2 separate regions of the Salvelinus alpinus genome follow, and region 1 is linked to region 2. The links are chromatin contacts, called in public Hi-C maps. All regions are on one chromosome and are shown on one strand. The core of a region is the stretch at or near the end of the contact, and the rest is flanking DNA. Distances in the headings are between cores, read along the strand shown. Region 1 holds the start of LOC139545901 (palmitoyltransferase ZDHHC8B-like). Region 2 holds the start of LOC139545905 (ran-specific GTPase-activating protein-like).

What was found. A called contact is a pair of places that touch in the nucleus more often than the background predicts.
Region 1: a Hi-C map of muscle shows a contact between it and region 2, with 6 times the contacts expected there. The contact joins the promoter of LOC139545901 here to the promoter of LOC139545905 in region 2. A contact is called at or near these places in 2 of 3 Hi-C or Micro-C datasets (muscle and red muscle).

What each region holds. Positions count from the first base shown.
Region 1 is chr19:25,980,384-25,984,348 of SLU_Salpinus.1, forward strand. LOC139545901 (palmitoyltransferase ZDHHC8B-like) reads right to left here and starts at 1,992. Exons shown (of 11, transcript XM_071354110.1): 1 at 1,700-1,992. The coding sequence starts at 1,803. LOC139545196 (serine/threonine-protein phosphatase PGAM5, mitochondrial-like) reads left to right here and starts at 2,488. Exons shown (of 6, transcript XM_071352700.1): 1 at 2,488-3,025; 2 at 3,262-3,434; 3 at 3,634-3,759. The coding sequence starts at 2,814.
Region 2 is chr19:25,848,715-25,852,874 of SLU_Salpinus.1, forward strand. LOC139545905 (ran-specific GTPase-activating protein-like) reads left to right here and starts at 2,352. Exons shown (of 7, transcript XM_071354117.1): 1 at 2,352-2,424; 2 at 2,731-2,893. The coding sequence starts at 2,879. trmt2a (tRNA methyltransferase 2 homolog A) reads right to left here and starts at 1,806. Exons shown (of 12, transcript XM_071354114.1): 1 at 1,553-1,806; 2 at 673-1,295; 3 at 211-319. The coding sequence starts at 1,292.

The DNA.
Region 1 (3,965 bases), core at 742-3,241, 130 kb after region 2:
CTGGGCAGAAAAACCGAGGTCTGGAAGATTGGAGAGGGACCTACGAAGTTTTCCACAGCACTGTATCAGCTACTGTGGTGACAATGCATACGACTAGCACATCAGGGCTACAGCATTAGCCTACTTCTTCATCTGACCATTTGTCTATGCAAAGCCTCTTACAGCCAGGGAGGAACCAGGGAGTTGTTGTTGACGCTCCAATCTAGATTGCTGGGCAACAGGGCAAGCCAAGTCCATAGGTTTCCTTTAATCTAAACCATTAACCCCCAGTACAAAAGCCATGCTACACTCTCAGCCTCCCTCAAATATATATATATATATATATATATATCCTGAATAGTTTAGTCTGGGCAACATTTGAAACCATTTTCTTTACGTTGCTTCTGTTGTTGTTTTTTGATGATTTTCTATTTGTTGTCTGCTAATAATTACATGCACCAGTTTCCCTTTTAAACAGCTGCTTTTAACAGCATGAAGGAGAACAGTGTCATGGAATAAAGGCTGATATCATAATCACCACATGAAATAATGTTACATCTGATGATTTATTTATCACATCATGACTGCATGAGAACATCTGATGGTCCTTTAGCAAAACATATGAGTCATACAACAGGTGTAGGACAAATAACATGTAACGTGGTGTGGTGTCTCTCTAAACCAGCCGGAGTAGAAAGTGCCACCTATTTGACCACAAAATAGACAATAAATCTCATTAGTTCAGTCAAACCACTAGTCTCCATAAGCAAATAGACTCAGCTGTAAATCTAAGTGCAGATTCAAATTTACAGCAGGCCTAGGCTGTACTTCAAATGTTACAATCAGATTATTAGCCTGTCTATAAATTATGCATTTGAAGTAGATCACAGGGTCAATCAGGAATGCAATCCATGACGTGGGACCGTGTGTGTGTGTGTGTGTGTGTCTAGAACAAAACAAATAGAACAAAACAAATCAGGGTGGAAAAAAGAACCTTCAGAAAAACGTCACTCATTGTAAACCACATACATTTCCATAATGAAGGTGAAGCGGTACGGCTCGAAACACTACAACCTTCAGAGCGCATGCACTTGAGTGACAGGAGTAAATGTCCCGTTAAACACTTAGATGTAGATTTCGAAGGCGAGGCAGTATTCCTATTCAATATTGAACTCATCCATAACCCAAGCTACCAGTTGCAACAATATAACAATTCGTTGCTCCGTTGCTTGTTTTGCCCGTAGAACTAAAGGAGAAACTAGCTGGCAAGTATGGCGGACTACGGCTTCATAGCAACCTATACCCGCTATGTGCCTACCTCCTAGGCTACTTCAAGCTTGAGTGGGGTGTCCAATGACGTTTATTCTAGAAAAAAAAATGCATTTGGAAAACAAATATAGCCTAAAGTTGGCCTACATGTCACAAAGGAGTTTCTACCATAATGCCTCGACACACCTAAACATTGTCACCAAAACCAGTACAAGACAATAATAACCTGTTCCGTGCACAGTCAAAACATTTTATAAAACCATTCATAACAGCATAAAGATCCGACCCGAAAAAGCAGTCTAAACCTCTCCAACAAAAACTTCTAACAGTAATAGCCATTGGTTACCACCAGATCATTGGACCTAGGCTAGGACTGATACTAATGAGGACGCTTTATTATGTGTAGACTATTAGCAGAAGCATGTATGACTTAAACAAGGATAAAACTTACGTAAAAACGAAGAATAAGGTGGTGGATCCCACAAGAAAAGTGGCAGCAGTAGATACCGGGATGTATTTGGTGGGTTTAAATCTCTTTCCAACGCTGTTGGGCATTCTGTAATTTCCACATTCCTCAATTATTTATTCCAATTGGAGACGGTATACAGATGTAAAGATCCAGTCTGAAATATCTACATTTACCGATTCAGAAAATATGTCTTTATTACTGTTAAACGCACACAGATCCAAAGATAGACAAGCAAAAATATACTGCGCTCCGAAAGACTAGAAATCCCACTCTAGCAATCCAGCCCACGAGTGAGGTCACAAAACCGCTTGAAAGGTGGAGCCTAGGTTGAAGATAACAATATAATATATTTTAAAGCTAGTTCAATGCAAAACGAAGAGGACTGTGATGGGATGCTTAGGTTACAGCCAGGGGCCACACGTTTTATTCACCCTGAAATCGGATTTAATATATTTCATTTCATTTTGCATTTTTTTTTTTTTGCATATCTAAACCAGTCACTCATCACTATCGTTTTATGCAACTTTTGTTACATATACATTCCTTTTGATTTTGGCCCTACTGTGATGGTAGAGAGTGAAAATCCAAAAGAGATACACATTATTTATTATAATAAGGACCTCCACAATCTCTCTGCACCCCTGCTGAATTTTCAGGTCTTTGGCATATGTTTCATGGGCTGTGCGCGCCCTCTAATGGTTAATAATTTGTTCGTTTTGTCCAGCGCTTTCGCGTATCGTAATATCTGCGCTAGCTGGTTCTTTGGCTCTAGCGAGACACCATAGTTCCAAGCGCTCTATGTTTTCCTTTTTAGTTAGCTGCTAGCTTGTTAAGTGATTCCAAGAAGCTTCATAATCTTTGACTGGACTTATTTTTAGCCAGTGATTAAAGAGTCGTTGGAGGGTATTCACTCTATTCCTGCACATAGAAAGGGTGTAAATCCACAGACCAAACCAGAGGCTGATCTAGCTAGGTCAGGATTAGCCGCTCCTCAGTTCTTGAAAGGAATCTCTTCTACTACAGACGTTGGGCGGCATTAGCAAGTTAGCTCGCTACCTAGCAAACGCACTGCAAAGAACCGATAGTTTTTCACAACATGTCATATCGGAGGACAATTAAAATAGTGTGTGGGTTCGCTGGTGGATCAGCGGTGCTGGTTGTTGCGGCTGCCGCAGCTGAATACCAGGGCTGTTTCGGCCACACGCGAGCCGCTCGGTGGAGCCTGTTCAATGTTTTGCGAGCTGCACAGCCAGCGGGGAACCGCACTGTTGAATCTACTGGAAATGCCTGGGACTTCAACTGGGATAAGTATGCCTCCTTTATTAGCTAAGTCTGATGCAGACTACTATAAAACATAGAGGGCGGTCAGATCTGTTCATGTGGGTCAAGTAGTTTAGTCTGACTGAGTCAGTGTGATTGATTGATATTAGCAGCCAGCGACAACATGTTGACAGCCTGACAGGTCTGGGCTCTTGGCATGTCATCAAGAGAAGTAAACCACAACACACATACATCACTAATTTGTTCCCTCTGTACTGTACTAGGCGGGACCTGTCCGCACTGTTGACAAATGGGAAGAAGGAGGTCGTCAGTGAAGACCCAAGCTCAGAGCAGGACAATGGGAAACCCAAAGCCACACGCAACATCCTCCTCATCAGACACTCCCAGTACAACTTGAGTGGCAATGGAGACCATGAGAGAATCCTCACCCCTTTAGGTTGTGTACCCTGTGCTGCTGTGTACTCATGTTGCTAAAGGCATGAAACATAGACCTAGTTCTCAACTCTACTCTCCAGCTCAACAGTTGAGTTTTAGTGAATAAGAAGAGCATATTCAGCAGCACTCAACAGAGGTGGTGAAAGTGGTTCACAATTGCAGTCTGCTAATTTTGTGGACTATGTGTTTGTATTCTGCAGGTCGGGAGCAGGCTGAGTTTACTGGCCAGCGGTTGGCTGCCCTTGGGTTAAAGTATGACATCATGGTCCACTCCACTATGGCCAGGGCCACCGAGACTGCCAACATCATCAGCAAATACCTCCCAGGTCAGAACCATAGACCGGCAAACTTTACAGCTGAGGCGTATGCCGGAGTATGTACAATATTCACTTTACAGCTGAGGCGTATGCCGGAGTATGTACAATATTCACTTTACAGCTGAGGCGTATTCCGGAGTATATACAATATTCAGCTCCAGGTCCCATGAGACTAACCAGTAACGTACATCAGGAGTGACCAAATCTCCTTCTGG
Region 2 (4,160 bases), core at 1,102-3,601:
GTGCAAAGGAGCAAGATAAATAAATAAATAAATAAATACAGTATGGGGATGAGGTAGTTGGATGGGCTATGTACAAGTGCAGTGATCTGTGAGCTGCTCTGACATATTGGCCATATACCACACCCCCTCGGGCCTTATTGCTTAAATATAACATCCTGGGGGTCTCAAAACAACAGCACTAAGAGAGGTTTCTACAGTATTGCATTGTACCTGTGACGGAGATGGGCAAATTTCTTCCAGAGGGCAACACATTCTCTTGTACTTCTCCTTCTGCACAAACAGCCAGGGCAGCATCGCTTTGTTGGTGTTGCCTATTTCTCTGAACAGAAAATGGGAGGACATAATAACATGATGTACAGTCAGTTTTCCTTTGTGTAGTTTGAGTAACACACTTCTCTGTAGGCAATTGTTATTAAAGACATACTCAAATAAAGACATCCAATTGTTATGTTCATTAGAGCAAAGGAAGGACCAGATAAAGGCCTTAAAGTCATCTATAAACTATGAAGTCATCTCATTAGTACATTTCTGTGGTGTCTTTCATGGCAGGATATAATAAGACAGGATATAATGCAATAGACTGCAGTAATCCTATCGATGCCCCACTTGAGGTTATTCTTGTGAAGTGAACCAGAAGCCACACATGGCATGGGTCGATACACATCTCTGTACCTGGCCAGTCTCTGCAGCACCCCCTCCACCTCCTGCTCCTTCCTCCTCAGCTGCTCCTCATAAGGCACATTCCACAGGGGCGTCACCACGTTGGCAATCTGTATGCTGAGCGGCGCCTCGTCCTCCTCTGCCTCCTGCCGCTTGGAGGGGGGCTGCCCGGCACTCCCGGCCTCATCCCGCCCCCTCTTCCTGAGCATAGGGTCCGCCTTGGGCTTGGCCAGGCGCACACTAAGCACCCGGCCCTTCCACTGCATGCCGTGCACCATCTTCATGGCCTTGTCCCTCTCCTCTTCGTTCTTGAAGGTGACGAAGGCAAACGTCTGCTTCCCGAACAGTTTGATCTTGTGCGGGTTAAGGCGATGCTTCTCCAGGAACTTCTTCAGGTCGTTGAAACCGATGAATTTGGGAAGGTTCTGGATCTCCACTTTGAAGATCTCAGAGGTGAAGAGGTCCGCTTGGACGTAGCGGTACAGATTATTAGGGTCGGAAGAAGCTGCTTCTTCTCCTTCACCTTCAGCTTTGGGTTCATCTGTTTTCACCCCATCTTCTTTGGGGTCAGATGTCTTCTCCTCTTTCAGTGATGGAGAACCTACCACTGGGATGTCACCAACATCTGTCATGTTCTGTTTGAGGGGGATAGTTGACATCATTAACAAAAATGTGCTTCATCTGGACTATCAGTCTGCATTTCAAAAGTGACATTTGAAAATACACATATCAGACATGCACTATTTCTGCACTGCTTTCTTTAGGTATGCATATCTTACAGAGTTGTTACAGTTACAGTGAGTGTAGCAAAGTGGCTGAGATTGAGCAATGCAAATGACCAAAAGCACGAGCATAATTTAGCACTGAAAATAACGACTAGCCTAGGACTTACTATACAGAAGAGCAAACAATAAAATCACCTTCACTTCTGCTTTTACAGCTCTGACAAATAATATTTGCTTAAGGGCAATTCACTTCTGACTATAAGAAACTGCGGGCTGCCATGTTGTGGGACACGTGGAAAATATGAACTTTGACATGAGGCGTTAAGAAAAAAATACGTCACTATATATTTCCGCTGACAATTTATTGAATGCATTCTGCATGATTCCTGATAAATTGTGTTATAGTAGAATGATAAATCTAGAAAAAAAATAATAAAAATGTTCCGACACAGGAAGTGACGAAGCTGCTAGATATACAGATAAACAAATGTGCCCGATATTTTACCGGATATATAAATGTGAAGCATCCGGTTGGCGTTTCCACTCACTACCAAATATGGTAACGGGAGGAAGCCCAGTGACCGGCAGTGGGAGAAGATGGAACGAGATTGATTTTTGCCGACATTCTGCAAATTTTCTCATCGATTTAATTTGCTAATTTTATACGTTTAAAAGTTATTTTATGGCTCAATGTAAAGCCCTTTAAAATAGTAAAGCCCTTTAAAATTTGATCTCGATACAGTTTTCTGTTTTCAAAAGTACCATATGTATCAAACAGAGTGGACTGCATTTTGTAGACTTTACCCTTTGCCAAAGTTTCAAAAAATTGCGTTGTTTAGAAGGAGTGCAAATGGCGAATTGAGTTATTGCACACGCGCACTTCACAGAGTAGGCGTTACCTAATGGAAATGTGCTAACAAATGCTAGAACGCGCCAATAGGATCTCACTAGCTCGTGCTTGGCTCTGCCCACCTCCTTGTTTGCTCTGCCCACTATGATTAATTTGCTCCCATTGTAAACGACAGGCTCTGTATCTTGGGTTAGTTATAAAAACTCTTTGGTTGCAATGTGAAAGGTTGTTACTTTTGTTGACATTTTAGCTAGCTACGTATTTATCCAACGTTTCAAACACACATGCCAGTTTTGAAGATATGTAGCATCCTTTCACATAGTTATAAAATGCGTAGAGTAGACTTTGAAGTGCATTGCAAGCAAATAACCATATTTAATAAAGAAAACAATAATACACCGAGTGTAAACATGTTCGTAATTATTGTATTTGGTAAAGAGCATTTTATACGTTTAAAAGTTATTTTATGGCTCAATGTAAAGCCCTTTAAAATAGTGTCGAAAGTGGAGGGGTGCCGGGATGGGGAAAACGCGAGTAGGACATTTCGGCGCGCGAAATCTACAGCAGGAAGAGAGGAACTGCGAGTTTTTGGTTTTTGAATCAATCAAACTAAATTCCATAATCTACAAACATCTACATTAATATGGCAGATCCGAAGGTGAGCGTATGAATTTTTAACATGTGTATGTATCGTGCATTTAATGAAATGTACATTTTATTTCAGTTATAATGTTTTGGTTGGCATTCTCAAAGTTTTATATTGCTAGGGTTGTACCCAGAAAGATAAAAATGCCGGGTTGGGATGTTGATTTTTTTTAACAACCTTGTTAAACATCAATATTGGGGATAAAAAGTGTAAAGCGGCCTCAAAACAAAATTTTCCAGATAATGGTCATTCAGTTATGCCTTTTGTTGTATGTGTCAAAAGTGTGCAACTCAATACTTTTGCCGCCCTTCTTTATACCTGGTCCAAAGCTAACTAAGGTTAACTAGCTAGCCATATAGATAGCGAACAAGTATATAATCGTGGCGCCACTACTTTCAAAATTATTATTTAAACCTAATATGTATTTGTCTGCGATATCACTTGGACACTATTTGGCGTTGGTAAGAGTTGTCTATTACCCCTACTGTACAGTAATTGCTACTGTTAGCCAGCCAGTTGGCAACATAAGCCAGTTCCTCAGACAATGCAATAGCTACAGTAGCTAGATAGCATATTGCTTTATTCATTGTGTTCTGAGTTTACACTGATTTAACAGAACTAGGTAAATGCAATTACCCACTGTGTCATTTACACAAGCCAAACCTTTTTCATGTCTAGCTAGCTAACCTACTACTGTGCTAACTGGTCAAGTGCTTTCTCAGTGGCCTAGCTAACGTTAGCAAGCTAGCTGGCTGGCTAACCCCAGGCCGAAAGAAACTAGCGTCAACTTTATCAGTACTTGTGTATACATTTAGCTAAGTAACGTTAGCTAGCTATGATGACAACACTGACATGCTATCTAAGTTATGACAGTTGTATAATAAAAGCGGATAACTTAATTAACGCAAAAAAAGACAACGATTGATAGAAGCAGATGGACAATCACAAACATAACTTTTCTGTTAATAACGTTACCTGGACAACTAACTTTAGGTAACTAACGTTACTGTTTGTACATGAGAGGTAGCCAAATTTGCAGTCAGCTACCAAAACACTAGCTTGACAAGAATGTCAGCAAGCCATCTACTGTTAGCAAGCTGCAGTACTGCCGTAGGTTTATTTATTTGCTGCCTGAACCAAATGTATATAATGGGCCCGTCTTGCTCCATGTTTGAGTACTACTGTAATGTCTAGTTACAGTAGCTAGCAACATCCCATAGTCTTATATGGATCCATGTTGTTAGCTAAGTTGAAGCTAGCCCTTACATTACTCTCGAAA